Regions from separate parts of the Sus scrofa genome. Here region 1 is linked to region 2. The links are chromatin contacts, called in public HiChIP or PLAC-seq maps. All regions are on one chromosome and are shown on one strand. Each heading gives the region's core, a stretch centred on a gene start, on an enhancer-like site or on the middle of the called end of the contact. The rest is flanking DNA. Distances are from core to core; before and after follow the strand shown.

Evidence for each region. HiChIP or PLAC-seq counts read pairs in DNA pulled down with a chosen protein or histone mark.
Region 1: a contact with region 2 is called in an H3K27ac HiChIP or PLAC-seq map of alveolar macrophages. The contact joins two enhancer-like sites. A contact is called at or near these places in 1 of 47 Hi-C or Micro-C datasets (heart right ventricle) and 1 of 2 datasets of contacts at active chromatin or transcription factors (alveolar macrophages).

Annotation. Positions count from the first base shown.
Region 1 is chr9:102,902,498-102,906,576 of Sscrofa11.1, forward strand. All of the region lies in intron 1 of CCDC146 (coiled-coil domain-containing protein 146), which reads right to left. Among named protein-coding and RNA genes, the nearest start is that of CCDC146, 15 kb to the right of the region's middle. Within about 2 kb of position 1,339, at least 4 of the 83 cell types and tissues checked have an H3K27ac peak or open chromatin away from gene starts, as enhancers often do. A contact at or near this core is called in alveolar macrophages, where this site is marked.
Region 2 is chr9:102,617,841-102,621,666 of Sscrofa11.1, forward strand. No RefSeq gene overlaps it. Among named protein-coding and RNA genes, the nearest start is that of PTPN12, 56 kb to the left of the region's middle. Within about 2 kb of position 1,366, at least 16 of the 83 cell types and tissues checked have an H3K27ac peak or open chromatin away from gene starts, as enhancers often do. A contact at or near this core is called in alveolar macrophages, where this site is marked.

The DNA of each region.
Region 1 (4,079 bases), core at 89-2,588, 280 kb after region 2:
GTCTTCTTCCTCCTGCTACAGAAACACTTCATAAGTTCTGGCATGTGCTACTTATGAGGCACCAATGTCTGGTTCTATTTCTTTATGTGACATTAATAGTCGTGGATATTGTTTGGCCCTCCCTCCTTTAACACAATGTTTTTAATGCCACAAAGCAGTTTTAAAAGAAAACCTATTGTTATTGAGGCATCACAACACTACATTTGGCAAGTAATCACAGTTTACTGTTTACATCTTCAAGGAGCTGGAAATGGTTTGGTGATACATCTAGAGTTGTTTGTGTTAATAAGCTAAAATGTGTATGTTCAGTCATTCCATGGATGAAAAATATGAATGGCTCTACCAGGAAAATATTTCCTTTTGAACATTAGACCATAAATGTTATTTTAGCATTTTCTTTAAGAAATATTTCAAATATACTGGAGTTCCCATTGCAGCTCACTGGGTTAAGAACCCGACATAGTATCCGTGAGGATGTGGGTTTGATCCCTGGCTTTTCTCAGTGTGTTGAGGATCCAGCATTGCTGCAAGCTATGGCGTAGGTTGCAGATGAGGCTCGGATCTGGTGTTGCTGTGACCAGGGCATGGGCTGGCAGCTTCAGCTCCAATTCAACCTCTAGCCTGGGAACTTTCATGTGCTGCAGGTGTGGTCCTTAAAAAAAAAAAATGCTAATAACTGAAATAGGTGTTGTGAAAGCATGGAGGCAGACACTGGGTTACCAGGCACTGCACATTCCCCGCAGGCACCATCCTCAGGGAAAGTTCTGCTGTGAAGCAGCCCTGATTGGAAGGTTGGATGCTGAGAACCTGAGCCAAGCAGTCCTAGGCTATGCTGTGGAGAGAGGACATGGTTATATGAGGCTTTCTAGAAGGGAGAGGACAGATATTGAGCTTTGACACAAAGGAAAAGGCAGTGAAGGAGATAAGTAAAGCTTGAGTCCCATTCCAGAAGAACACTGAACTCTTTTGTTCACACTTCATCTCAGGGCTAAAACATAGAGCCAAAATAGGAAGCTTCCCAAAGAATAATTAAGCAATAAACATTGCAGGGTATGCCTTGTTTTGTAAGACACACCACTACTTCTTCTTCCCTAAAGCTAAAAAGGTGATCAGCACTTTGTTTTGATCTTGAACTCTTAAGGAAAACATTCCTGTCAGTTTTAAGAAGCGCATGCAACAAACCAAATACCCCATACATAGAGAACATGGAGAATGGGGCAGGATACATAAATGATATCACTCTTTGAAGGTAAAATGACAAGACTTGCTTCAAGAAAGAGGTAGCAGGAAGCCACCACGCTGTCTTTCGATATTACTTGTCACTGAATGAGCAAATGTGTGCTTATTTGAGAGTAGCTGGGTATAATATAAAGTCAAACAAGGGATTTCTCTCCCAGCCCTACATAGAGTGTGGACATTTGCTTTCATAATTTAGCTCTTCTGACTCCCCTGGAAACATGATTACATCCTCTTTTCCCCAGAACCCACTGGTATAAAATATTAGTTATAGGACTGTTTCTATGGTAACTCAGAGGGAACAGCTTGGAGGAGGGGGAGTCTGTGACATCTAATTTTTTGTTTGTCTCCGTTTCCTATATTAAAAGACATGGAAATGTCAACATGAGGTTACAAAAACAGCAGTATATTTAAAGTTGTATGGCAAGTGCCTCTTGGTCCTGTCAGTGTATCTCTGTGATTATATGTATATTTTCCTTTGGAGATAACATTAAAAGCCTACACTGAAGGCTTTTCTTTCTGAGAGGCCTCCGGTCCACAATATAACAGTCTTAGAATATTGGGCAGCTAACCCGATATGCAGCCTGCACTTGATTCCGATCCACTTAATTCAACCACATCATCATCATAAGACACTTTTTCGCATTTATTATGCTATTACTTATGTTTATTGTGCGTTGAATTTATTCATGTCTAGATATTTTATTCTCTGTACAGTTGTATAATACCCATTATTACTACACGAAGACAAGATCAGACTTGAAATATTTTTTTAAAGATATGGATACAGATTTTAGGTCATGTTTTTATTTATTTATTTTCTTTTTAGGACTGCATCTGCAGCATATGGAAGTTCCCCGGCTAAGGAGCCTCAGCTGCCAGCTACACCGCAGCTCACCGCAACCAAGGACCCTTAACCCACTGAGCAAGGCCAGGGGTGGAACTCCTGTCCTCATGGATACTAGTCAGGTTTATAACCCACTGAGACACCATGGGAACTCTTTAGGTCATGTTTTAAAAGGCGGTAGAAAAGCTTTGTCATTCAAAGGCCCAGCAGTTCAGACCGCAACTTCTTTCTGTTCCTGAAAAAAAGAAAGAAAAGGAAAAAAACCCTCTCAAAAAAGAATCCTGCCCAAAACCCCCAACTCTGGCACGGGAAAAATTAAAACCACTGCAATCAGTATGTACGGATAAAATCTGTCTCATAATCAAAGTGTTAAAGTAACAATGTGGCTTGGACCACCTATAATGAAAGACATGCACACACATAAAAGGAATCAAAACTCTTGAGAGGAAGCTCCAAGTGCCTATCTCATCTTTAAAGTAAATGTTTACAGTACTAGGTAGTAAAGTCTTAAATTATGTGCACATGTAACCAATGAGGAACCAGTTTATTGCCCATGATCACAGAGAAACCAAGACTCTCACAAGAGGAGCGCCCTTCTCTAGGATGGAAAGATGCTGAGAGGGCTCTAGCCCTACTCCCAACTCATTTCATTGTTCTTTTGCCTCCTTTTGCATAACTCCCACCCCACGCACATATCCGAGAAAAGTTACTTATTCTTTCTTCAAAGCTACATTTTACCCCCCTCGTTCTTATTACTCATTTCAGAGTGGGTGTAACAGACAGGGTTGTGGTGGGTGAGCATCATCCAAGTGGAAGAACTACCATGGAAACAGACTTGATTTTTGTCTCTAACATATCCTTCTGGCCACCCTCATCAACGTGCAGATGTACCTGCTTGGTGTTCACTCACCTGTGCACCTAATAAGAAAATTCATATGGTCCTTCATGATTTCAGCAAAGCTTTCCTCACATTGTTTCACTTAATCCTTAGAACAACCATGTTCCATAAGAATTATCTCCAGTGCTTGCTTTAGCAGCACACATACTAAAATTGGAACAACACAAAGAAGACTAGCAATGGCCCCGGTGCAAGGATGACACACAAATTCATGAAGTGTTCCATAGTTTTGCATCTGGGGTGGGGCTTAGAGGGAGAAAGAAGGAGTCAAATGTTCTGAGTGCACATGTGCACGCGTGCGCACGCGCACGCACACACACACACAGAGAATTATTACCTCTATTACATAGGCGATGGAATTGAAAATTGGAGAATATAAACGGTGTGCTCAAGCTCACACAGCAATAGATGGCAGTACTTATGCAAACCTGTGTTCACTGGCTCCAAATCCCTTACCCTTTTCCATAATATTCTATACAGGTCATTTGCCATGGCCTTTACAAAGCCCTTTCTTCTAGGAGTCCACTAGTGGAAAACAGGATTAAGAATATAGGCAGGCTATTGGAACACAACTTCTGTCCCTGCAAAGGTATAAGGCTAGGACCCCTTCAGCAAAGCGCAGGCCAGCACAGTGTAAATCAGTTTAAAACAAATTAATTCTAGTAGTGATTATTAGGCAGCCCATGGGCTACTGAACAATGGGCTATAGAATTTGTTGTTATAGTTACGAACCAAAGGAACGCCTTCACATACACAAAGTATGACAAGAAATGCTGAGCTTAGGTCTGTAATAATTTACAGTCATTCTGCAAGTCCAATCAGGCTTCAAAAATTCAGAGTGCCTGAGAGGTCCTCTTGGTTTCCCTAGCAGTTTCTAAATAATTTTATAGCAAGCAGAGACTGAGTTCCAAAGCCAGTGGGAGGTGTGGAATGCCCAAGTGTCTCTGAAGCTGACAGTCTTCCAGAAGGTCCATTAAACAGAGATTCTCCATGTTTGCTTGGAATCTAGAATCCTGACATTACAGGCCATTCCTCATTCTTGCTACAAAAATGTGCATGTTTTTTCAAATTCCATTATCTTTGCTGGAATTTTTTAAA
Region 2 (3,826 bases), core at 116-2,615:
TCTTAAAAAAATTTCAATGTCCTGAAAAACAGAGAAAGGCTGGGAAACTTTCCATATTAAGGAGATTGAAAGATATAATAACTGAGTGCAATGAGTAATCCTGGATTAGATTCTGGATTAGGAGAAATTTGCCATAAAACTCATTTTTGGTGAAGTTTGAATACAGGCAGTATGTTAGATTATGATATTGTATTAAAGTTAAAATTCCTAATTATGTAAAAGAATATCTATAAATGTAAACACATAGATGGAGACACACGAGAGGCAGGAGAGACAAAGTAAGCCCTAACGCAAATGTAACAAACTAGTAAAAATTGGTGAATCTGGGTAAAGAGTATCAGGAATTCTCCTGTCTTAGTCTTGCAATTCTTTTGTAAGTTTGAAATAATTTAATAATAAAAAGTTTATTTTATCTTGTTTTATAGAAAAAATTTGATTTCTTGATGCAACTAGTTGACTTTTTAAGTAGAATTTATTTAGAAAAGGCTTATAAGCCCGAAATCACAGGCATAGGTCTGCCCTTAGCAACCTATTAAGATTAATTTATCGTAATTGATGTATTAGTCTCATGAATGTGCTTAAAAGTAGTAATGAGGGTCATGAATTCTCTATCATCCTTTTATAATGAATGGGTGGTTCCTCTAGACAAGTATAGTGTTGTAGATAGAGCTGCATGTAAAAGTTTGCATTATTCATGTGAATTGAGTTGATGATTAATTAGGAAACAGTAGTTACAGTGAACAGTTTTGAACTTCCATATACAAAAATTGGACCCAGTAAATAAAAATTAAACATTCCTGGGGAGAAATAAATAAATCTCAATTTAGCACATTGATCTTCAGAGAAAATGATTAATATACACATTAAAAATCATTTTAAAATATTTTAGATTGTTTTTGCTAAGAATTTAAGATAGTATCTGTCATATAACTAAATTTCTCTGAAATCTAGAAACAGATTAAGTCTTATTTTTTGGTATTTGATATTACAGAAGATAAAAGGGAGTCTTGAAGGTTTCACTGTTTACCTGTTTATTTGGAATGTGAAATTTTTATATCAAACAATCAAAATATGCTGCTTTAAAACAACATAAAAGTGGTACTGTTATTTGGACTAGCATCATTTCTACATTCTCAATTTTGTGTTCATGCATTCATTTTGGTCTATAATTTTGGATTCTATTTTTCTTTTTTAAAAAGAATTAATGTCCTTTAAAAATAGCGAAAAGCAAGTGCTATTATTTCACATATTCTCCAGTTGAGAGTGGTCACAGGATCCAAGAGGCCATGTGTCATGAGGTCAGTGAAATCATTCCTATGTTATGGAGGCTAAAGAGCTTGTGTAAGTCCCTGGGTGGTCTGGCCAGACTTCCGGGTTGAATCAGAACAGTCTTTTATATCATGGGATGCCTTGCCCAGATTGTGCAAGGTAACCTTTAAAACCAAGCAAAACCTGTTGCTCAACTGCTTCAGTCCTGTTCCTTCTGTATCCAAATCAGGTTACTTCCATACAAACATGGTTCAATAGGATATCTACCATGTGACAAGAAGGGTTGAAAAAATTCCTGTGGACTTATTGAATTTAAAAAAATTAGATTGAAAATATCCCGGGAGTCAACTAGAGCTCAGAAAGCACTCTGAAAAACAGGCTTTATTTTCTGGATAAAAATCAGGTTCAACCAAGAACAAGTGACATCAGATGCAATTGTTCTTTACAGGTGGCTCTCCCTTTCTCCTTTCTGCCCATCTGGGCTACCCACAAACTCCTTTATTTCTCATCTGAGGAATATGCCACAGGGGTTGCAAGAGTGGCACTGCCACTGGCCTAATGCCAGAAGAGTTGCTTCTGCTTCCCACCAAGGCCTAAGTCCAGGACTATAGAGTAGGAATGGCTGGGGTGGTTCTTGCTCGGGGGCAGGAGGTGGGAGAGAAAGTGAGAGGAGTATGTGAAAGGTCCTGACAAGAGAGCACACTTAATAGTTTCAGTCATTCCAGACTTCTTTAATTTTTACACAGTGACCTTAAGAGTCAGTCGTCTTTTCCCTTCAAAGTAGGTAATACATTTTTTTATGCCTTGTGTTCTGCTTTCCAAATTTATTTTGAAAAAAATATGTATCAGCTAAGCTGGAACTCAGTTTTACCTAGTACTTAATTAGTTAACCCCTCAAGTATTAATCCCTTTGAAAAATAAAATAATTATCCAAAAAATGGATTTGGAAATTTTATTTTTAAAAATAGGAAAAGAAATCACTAACATTTCTTTGGTCATTTCTATGCTATAACTCTCCACTGTCAACATCTGAAACTTCCGAAGTTTCCGTAACAAAAACTGCTCTTGAATAAAGCTTTTTTTTTTTTTTTTTTGCCTTATTCTATCATGTTTCTAACCCACAACTATTCTGCTGCATTATGAGGGCATTTCAAGATCTGTGCTATGTAAAAACACAGATAGGAGTTCCTGTTGTGGCTCATTGGGTTAAGAAACCAACTAGTATCTACGAGGACTTGGGTTCAATCCCTGGTCTCTCTCAGTGGGTTAAGGATTTGGCATTGCCAGAAGATGTGGTATAGGTCGCAGATGTGGCTCTGGTCCGCATTGCTGTGGCTGTGGCATAGGCCTGCAGCTACAGCTCAGATTGGACCCCTAGCCTGGGAACTTCCATATGCAGCAGGTGGAGCCCTAAAAAGAAAAAGAAAGAAGGAAAGAAAGGGTTATTAGCATAGGTTATTAATTGTATCTATGTGCTAAACAAATGATTGCTGAAGGCCAATTATTGTCTGTGTGTGAAAGACATGAAAGTCAAGCTCCCAGTCTAATTGGGGAAATACATACATATCTGAATAATTATAAAGTAGTCACAAGATGTGAAAAGAAATACCTGCAAAGAACAATTAAGACCAGACAATGAAACAACTAATTGTGTCAGAGAGAATCAAGGTATGTGGTAATATTTGATCAAGGTCTTAAAAGATGACTAGAGATTGGCCCAGTGGGTCCACCCAGTGGGAGTAGGCATTCCAATCACAGGGAACATTGTTTGCAAAAGCAGAGGCCTGAAATGCAAGATAAATCCTGAGAGTGGCCTGGAATCACTGGAATTTAGCGTACAAAGATTAAGCATAACTTCCTTTCACCAGTTGGCTGGCTCTCTCTCAGCTGCCTCTCACATTCTCCTCTTAGTTTCACTCCTGCTTCTACTCCCAGTACAACAGAGCTCTTTTTCTCACTCAGCATCTCTGGTCACTGAGGGTAATTTCTGAGCTAGTTTATAAGCATCAGACTCCTTTCATGAAAGGAACACACCTTGTGACTCTCTGTGTATGTTACTCTCCTAAAACAAAATCAGTTCTGCCCAGTGTGATTATCCCCCCTATTTATTGGGGTTTATTCCCAAAGACTTTTGACTATTTTCAAGTCAAGTCTACCCTTGAAGAGTGAAGATTTATTATCATTTGGGATAATTATGGAATACATTGCAAATCCTGAAAATAATCCTGAGAGGTATTCCAAAGCTGTTTTTTAGAAATGCTAGCATCATTGCAGTCTTTTAAGATGATTCTTTGAATAGAGTACTCCTTTGGATGTTCAAATTCCGGAGGATTTTAAAATAATCACATATTGTTAATTTTTAGGTATCATAACGGTATTGTGGTGGGGTTTTTTTTACTTTTTTTTTTTTTTTTTTTTTTTTTTTGTCTTTTTAGGGCCGCACCTGTGGCATATGGAGAGTCCCGGGCTAGGGGTCAAATCAGAGCTGTAGCCACTGGCCTATGCCTCAGCCATAGCAATGCCAGATCCAAGCCGTGTCTTCGACCTACACCATAGC